Regions from separate parts of the Sus scrofa genome. Here region 1 is linked to region 2. The links are chromatin contacts, called in public HiChIP or PLAC-seq maps. All regions are on one chromosome and are shown on one strand. The core of a region is the stretch at or near the end of the contact, and the rest is flanking DNA. Distances in the headings are between cores, read along the strand shown.

What was found. HiChIP or PLAC-seq counts read pairs in DNA pulled down with a chosen protein or histone mark.
Region 1: an H3K27ac HiChIP or PLAC-seq map of alveolar macrophages shows a contact between it and region 2. The contact joins the promoter of TRAPPC3 here to the promoter of ZMYM6 in region 2. A contact is called at or near these places in 1 of 5 promoter capture datasets (liver) and 1 of 2 datasets of contacts at active chromatin or transcription factors (alveolar macrophages).

Annotation. Positions count from the first base shown.
Region 1 is chr6:92,292,230-92,295,932 of Sscrofa11.1, forward strand. TRAPPC3 (trafficking protein particle complex subunit 3) reads right to left here and starts at 1,483. Exons shown (of 5, transcript XM_005665219.3): 1 at 1,291-1,483. The coding sequence starts at 1,332.
Region 2 is chr6:91,291,385-91,294,857 of Sscrofa11.1, forward strand. ZMYM6 (zinc finger MYM-type protein 6) reads right to left here and starts at 2,111. Exons shown (of 15, transcript XM_021095881.1): 1 at 1,985-2,111; 2 at 704-870.

The sequences.
Region 1 (3,703 bases), core at 233-2,732, 1.0 Mb after region 2:
TAACCCTCAAAACAAACCTTATTATAAAGATACTATTATTACCTTTTTATTTTTTAAAAATGTTTTAAATATTAAATTTTTATTTTTTGGTCATGTCTGCAGCATGCAAAAGTTCCTGTGCCAGGGACTAAATGCCAGCCACAGTAGCGACAATATTGGGTTCTTAACTCACTGAGCCACCAGGGAACTCCCCAAAACAGTAATTCTTAACCTGTGTCCATAGAGTATCTTCAGGGGGCCCACAGATGCCTCCCAAAATGTAAGTAAATGTCTATGTGTATGTGTGTCTACTTACTATTTCTGGGGAGAAGGTCCATAACTATCACCAACTTCTCAAAAGGGGTCTGAGAGAGAAAAAGTTAAGTACAGTACTACACCAGAGTAACAAGGCTGCCTGCTGCCCATTTTTCGTGGCTGTTCCTGATATATGATGCAAAGGTGTGAGGGAAGTTTAGACATGTGTCAACAAAGGGCCCCTGATCTGCCCTGTATGCAACCTTCAGTAACTCAGTTAAATCGGAAAGCAAAGAGAACTGGGCAATTCTGGATGAACTAAGAAAATGCCAAAGAAAAGGAACACGCATCAAAAAGTCCCCTTAGTTTGAAGAAAAAAGTCATCTACCTTACTTCCCAGGCCCAGCCCCCATCTGCAGCCAAACTTTATGGAACTATATTCCCAGGACAAGAAAGAAGCCAGAGAAGAGTACCACTGACTGCCTACTTTGACCCACCCCTTACTCTTCCTTTCTGGCAAAACCAGAATGTGAGCATCTCTTGCAATGCCCACGGCATAGTGTGAGAGATATTATGGTCTGAAGCATGAGCTTTGGGGTCAGAGAGACATGGGTTCAAATTCCAACTCTTCCTAGCGGTAAATTTGGGCAAGTTATGTAACCTCTCTGAGCCCCAAAACGGTGAGAATTACTTTGCGGATTAAATGAGATAATGGATATAAAGTGCTTGGCCCAGTGCCTAATTAACAGAAGAGCGCAACAGTGGGAATTACTGCTATTACCGTCGTCGCTGTTGATCCCGTACTCAGGCCTCGGGGGAGGGGTCTCTGAGCTACTCCAGAGGCCCTCCAACCCGCCTCAGGCCCACGACGCGCCCCGAGCGATTCTCCACTCTCGACCCATCTAGCAGCCTCCTCCTCCTTCGTTCCACCGGAATCACTCCCTCCCAGCGCTCGGAGAAGGCGCTTTACCAGTTGGGCCCTGCGCCCTGCGCCGGGCCCCTTCCCCAGAACGCCCCCATTCCGCCCCGCCCGCCGAGATCACACGCTCCGGTTACCATTTTCTTGCTCTCGGTGCCACGATTCGCCTGCCTCGACATGGTGCCGGCCGCCTACCCCGCCTCGCCACAGACCCACCCGGCGACCCCTCCTAAAACCTCTGGACCCAGTTAGCGACCCCACAGCGTCGGGGATTGACGGGTGCCGCCTCACCGCGCCTGCGCGCCTGCCGCGGGGCACCACGGGAGTCGTGGTCTGGCCGACGAGGGTAATTCCCGCCCAATAAACGTCGGACTACAACACCCAACAGCCTCATTGGCGCCACCGCGTAGCTGGACTATAACTCCCAGAGTGCCCCGTGCTCAGCGGACTCCTGGAGCCTGGCTCCCCATGGGCTGCAGTATGGCCACTAGGTGGCGTTAGCAGTTTGCGGTAATCTTGTATCGTCCACACTTCCCCTTCCTGCCCCCCCAACCCCCACTCAGAGATGCTCCGCAAATTCCTCTCTCGCTGGGGTTGGTCTTGGAAAGTCCCTCTTTCAAACTAGCTTCTTCCGCTGTTGCTGCAATTCAGAGCTAGAAGCTCCCAGGATGTCCCAGAAGACTGGCTATGGCTCATACACAAATCTGGCTTCTTCACAACAATATTTAATGACCACCTACTACGTGCCAACGGCTTTCTCTTCAAATTGCCATCTGTCCCCAGACCCCAAACGCAGCTAAGCATCTGCATCTTAACCACTGTGGCCTCCTGATGAAACATCCAGTCTGATAAAGTTCAGGTCATTTTCTCCCCCTCCCTCCCCTGTAACAACTACAGTCTGGTTCCAGGAAAAAAAAAAAAAGATCACCAGCGTTGGTAGCAGCCAGTCCTGGATTTTAATCCCAGCTTTGCCATTTTAGGCAAGTTGCTGGATCTCTCTCAGTTGTTGTGAAGATTGGTGAGACATGTATGCAGAGCACTTGGCACAAAGTAACTGTGCATTCCCTTTCTTCCAGCCACTCTCTAAAAACACAGCCCAGCAAACAGGCCCCAGAAATACCAAGGGAATGTGCTGGCCACACCCTCACCCATCACCAAGGCAAGTCCTGCAGTCCCAGACCATATAGCCCTTTGGTTTCACCTCCAGCCATCCCTCCCTGACTGGTCAATTCTGACAGAACTGGGCTGGGAGTCCAAGGAGCACCCTCTCCTCACTTAGGCCTGGTGGTCTGGCTCTGAGGCAGCTGCATTTTGCTGCTAGCCTTCACCATGATAACCAGCCTGCCCAGGCATGGCCAGCCTGGCTGGGGAAGGCTGGGGGGCCCGGCTGCTCAGCCTGAAAGACAGTACCCAGGATTCCCTCAGTCTCTCCCCCAGGGTGCAGGACTAACCATTATTACACTCTTCTCCCCGTGGCACAGACATTCTGGGGCCTCCCTAGAGGTAGTGACCTGTGACTCTCCTTCCTGTGTCAGTGCCTTGGCCAAGGGTTCTAGGAAGGAACACGATGGTCAGCTGGAGGTGGGGGTGGGGACGCTGGGGTGGGCTAGCCCCTGGAGGCCAGCAAAACTAGAGAAGAACCTCCTGCATTCCCAGGAGAGAGGACAGCTGAGGTGAAAGCTGCAGTTGGCTGGCCTGTCTGTCGGTCTGGGCTCCTCCCTGCCGGCTGCCCTTGGCTGCCCACAGAAACCTGAGTCACAGTCACGGCCTGCGGCCCGACCCCACCCAGCCTGCTGTCAGGCAGGGCGGTTCTGGAGGGACTGGAGGCGGAGCCTCTCCCTGCCCATCTTGCAACCTCTGAGATTCTTCCCCTCTCTGCTTGCAATTCCTCCTTTTGGCGACTTTTCCTTTGGGACGCCTCCTTGAAGAGTCACCAGTCTTGAATTAAGAGTGGGGGTGGGGTCTATCTCAGGCTAATCTCTAGGGTATCCTCCTGGCTCCTTAGCAACTTCACCAAGGGCTCTCATTCACAAATGCCAATCCTTCTCTAGCAACCCTGCAGCCAGAACTCTTTAGAAGACCAGGCATCCCCTCCCTACCCTCCTTGGCGGAAAAAAATGCAGCGGGCGTAACTTCCCATCCTTTAACAGGGACTCTAGACAAGGACACCCCCCCTCCGCCCCCGCCAACCCAAAGGCTTCAACCTATTTCGTCCTGGATAGTTCCTCCCCCTCCAATTCCTGTCTGTTACTTCCCCTCTGCAAGAACTGGACGGAGGGAGCACACACTGCAGCTGGTGTCTACGGCCGCCCTTGAGGGCATTCCCCACCCCCAGCCCCAGGGAAGGGGCCGTGGAGGAGAGGGCTCTCCAGCCAAGTGGTCTGGGTTAGAGACCCCCTTCTTGCTGCAGCACCCTGGGGGAGTTGAGAGTGCAAATCTCTCCCTGCCCCCACCATGAGGCCCCTCCTACTTCCTACTTTGTGGGTGTGGAGACAGCCTCCAGGGCCTTGGTCCCAATTGATACCTCTTTGTCAAACCTCCCAGTGGTTT
Region 2 (3,473 bases), core at 861-3,360:
TCAAAAGAACCATGCATCTTCCCAACTCAGAGCTCTCCTATACACAGATCCTTCTATCTGGAACACTGTCCTCCATGCCTTTACCTAGTCAATTCATTCTTCATAATGCAGCTTACAAATCTTTCTCTAGCCCCCTGTCCCCAATCAAAACTAGGTCAGATTCCCCATTTTAGACTTCTCTTCCACAGTACTCATCATAGTTTGTAATTATATATATTATTTGAACAATTACTTATGTAATGTCTATCTCTTCTACCAACCTGCAAGCTCTGTAAGGAAAGGGACTAAAACTGACTGTGCTCACACCTGGATCCCCCAAGCCTGGCTAGAGTAGGCCACAAACACGTATAGAATAAAAAGCAACCACTATCAGATACAAGAGAATTTTTTTTTAAGTTAAGAAGTAACGGAAAAACGGTAATACACATTACTTTCTTCTCACAAAAAGAAATATCATAGAGTTACCAAGATCTTTTTTCATTCAAAGATTACTTTCTTCTCACAAAAAGAAATATCATAGAGTTACCAAGATCTTTTTTCATTCAAAGAGCAGAAAAGGTGATATACTCATCTAAAGTAGGGAAAAAAATCAACTTGGGTTACCTTGTAAGTCAGAAACTACCTAAAAATTTGAATTCACCAGCTAGAAAAGAAGAAATTTAAAAAAAAAAAAAGTTTTTAAAAATAAAGATGAAATGCTTACTTGAGCATTGTCAGGTTCTTCTTTAATTTTGTCCAGAAGTCCCTGCTGTGGTGCCATTGCTTTGCCACAGTCACCATCCAAAGGTTCTTTCATTCTAAGTTTTTATGGAAAGGAATTCCCCAGTCTAAAACTAATAGATTTCTTCTTGGTGATGGATAGCTGGATTCCTAAAACACAACATAAAGGGTTGGTATTCGGGTTTATTCTTTCTTTTTTTTCCCATGTTTATTTACATCAAAAGCTTTATGTTGAGCACAAGGTTTCAGGAGCAGGCATTTGAAAAAACAACCCTTCTGGGGCCACGACTATTCTCTCTTCTTCCTGCCTTCTGCTCTTTTAGTAGCTACCTTCACATAAGAAAACAGTCTTACAGCAGTAACTCCCACTTCCCTAATATCTTTAAAGACAAACATTGGTCTTTTATATGTTGAAAGTTACTGAGAAAATTAGACTAGCAAAGCAAGACGTGGGAGGAAGTTACCAAGCTCTTAGAAGAAAGGACTCAGAAATACAGTTTCTGACTCCATGAGAATTAGTATTTGGAGGCCCACAGCAGCTTTTACCTTTAAAAGTGAGGCACATGAAGTTCCCCACCTCTACCTCGAACTCAGTCTTTACTGGAAGCCTCCCTAAGCACCCAACCTCTTTGGCCTAACGCTAGATCAGAGCACAAGGCCTAATGATACATCAGAGCGCAAGATGCCACCACAGGTAAAGTTGACCACCTGCACATTTCAGGGTCTCCAAGGGGGCCGTGCCCTGGTATGAGCCCCTCATAGCTCCACTTTCCAATCGCCTTCTTGTAAACAAGATACTCTTATTAGTCATCGAGCAGACTTCCCATCCCCTAAAAATAAACGTACTAAATAGGACGCAGTAAACCTGAAGCAAAAAAGAGGCTCTTCAAAGTTGTTTTTAATCCAAACAGTCAAGCCAGACATGGAAATGGGCAGCTGGCTTAATAGCCTGTACTACAGATGAGAACTTCTAACCACTTGCCACAGTTAAAATAATCTATGGACGCTCGTGTCATATTCGCTCCGAAAATCTCGTCCCCACCAGTAATTCCCACGCCGGTCACCGAGTACAAACGCGGCAACGTTGTATCGAATGGTGAGAACACAACCCGCATATGCTTGTCAGCGCGTCCCAGCAGCAAAACCGCAACGCGTCAGCTGCCCAGTCCGACTGCTCCGCTTCCGCCCGGCGCCCGCCTCGTCACGTGGCGCAGCCGCTGCCCCGCCCCGTGCGGCCCCTCCCGCTGCCACCTGCCGCGCTCACCTTCTAGTGGCCTTCCTGTTCCCGGGGAACACCGACGAAGAAAAGAGGAATAAAACCGAAGGGCCCTGCTCGGGGATGAAGATTATTTTCTTTTACTGGAATTCCTCCGCCTGATCCATCCCAACGCAACACCCGGACAACTGAGCGTGCGCAGCCATAGTCTCCGCCCCTTTTCCCATAGTGCTCCAAACCTGAGCTGAGTGGACCTTCCCAGCATTCCCCTTTCTTCAGCTATGGTTGACTTCTTAAAGAGACCGAGACCCAATGAGGAAAAGGTAGAGAAAGTGGTTGAGGGGAGACTCTTAGGGGTGTATATAGTTGATGCTGTAAGTTCGCTGCACCACATTGGGGTGGGGCAGCATGCGGAAGTTCCCTCACCAGGGACTGAACCTGTGCCACAGTAGTAACCTGAGCCATAGCAGTGACAATGCCAGATCCTTAACCAGCTGAGCCACAAGGGAATTCTTGCACCATACTTTAATGATCATTTCCAAGGATGTGGCCTGCTATGAATAAATAATAGCTGATATTTATTAAGCCAAACACTTGACATGAGGAGTTCCCTGGTGATTCAGTAGGTTAAGGATCCAGCATGGTCACTGCTGTGGCTCTGGTCACTGCTGTGGCTCTGGTCACTGCTGTGGCATGGGTTTGATCCCTGGCCTGGGAACTTCTCATGCCATGACTGCTACTAAAAAGAAAAAAGAAAAAAAAAAACAAATCTGACTGAATCTTCCATTTAATCCTCACCACAATCCTCAGATGCACAAATTTTATCCAGGAGATTAATTAACTTGTTCAAAGTCAAAATTTACTGTTTTTTCATTCAACATTGTTTTGGAGATACAGCTATGATAGATTAGACTGTCATTCATTTTGACTGCTGTATAGTATTACATTTTAATGGCAGTGCTGCAAAGTAACTGTCTACTACTGATGGACATTTTAATTGTTTCCAGTTTGGGGCTACTAGTTATAGTCTGCTGTAAACATTCCTGCCTTTTGTGACACATATGCTAAGTTTATCCCTAGCAATGAAATTGTTTGTTGTGTATATGTGAAACTTAAGAGAATAGTTTCAAACAATTTTAGAAGGTGGTTGCTTCAGTTTGTACTGCCACTAGCCATTTATAAGATTTCCCGTTGCCACACATCTTTGCCAATAATTACTACTGTACATCTTTCTGATTTTAACCATTCTGGCGGGGGCTTATTGGTATCATATTGTGATTTTAATTTGGAGGTCCCAGATTTCTAATGAGAACCCATTTTCATGTTTTTTGATATTTGGATGGCCTCTTTTATGAAGTGCCTGTTCAAGACTCTTACCCATTTTTGTATTGGATTGTCTGCCATTTCCTTATGGATATATATTCTGGATATGAGTTCTTTGTGAATATGTGCATTTCATATATCTCCTCCCACTCAGTGGTCAGCCTTTTCACTTTATTATTGGTGTCTTCTGATGAATATAAAAGATCTTTATGCT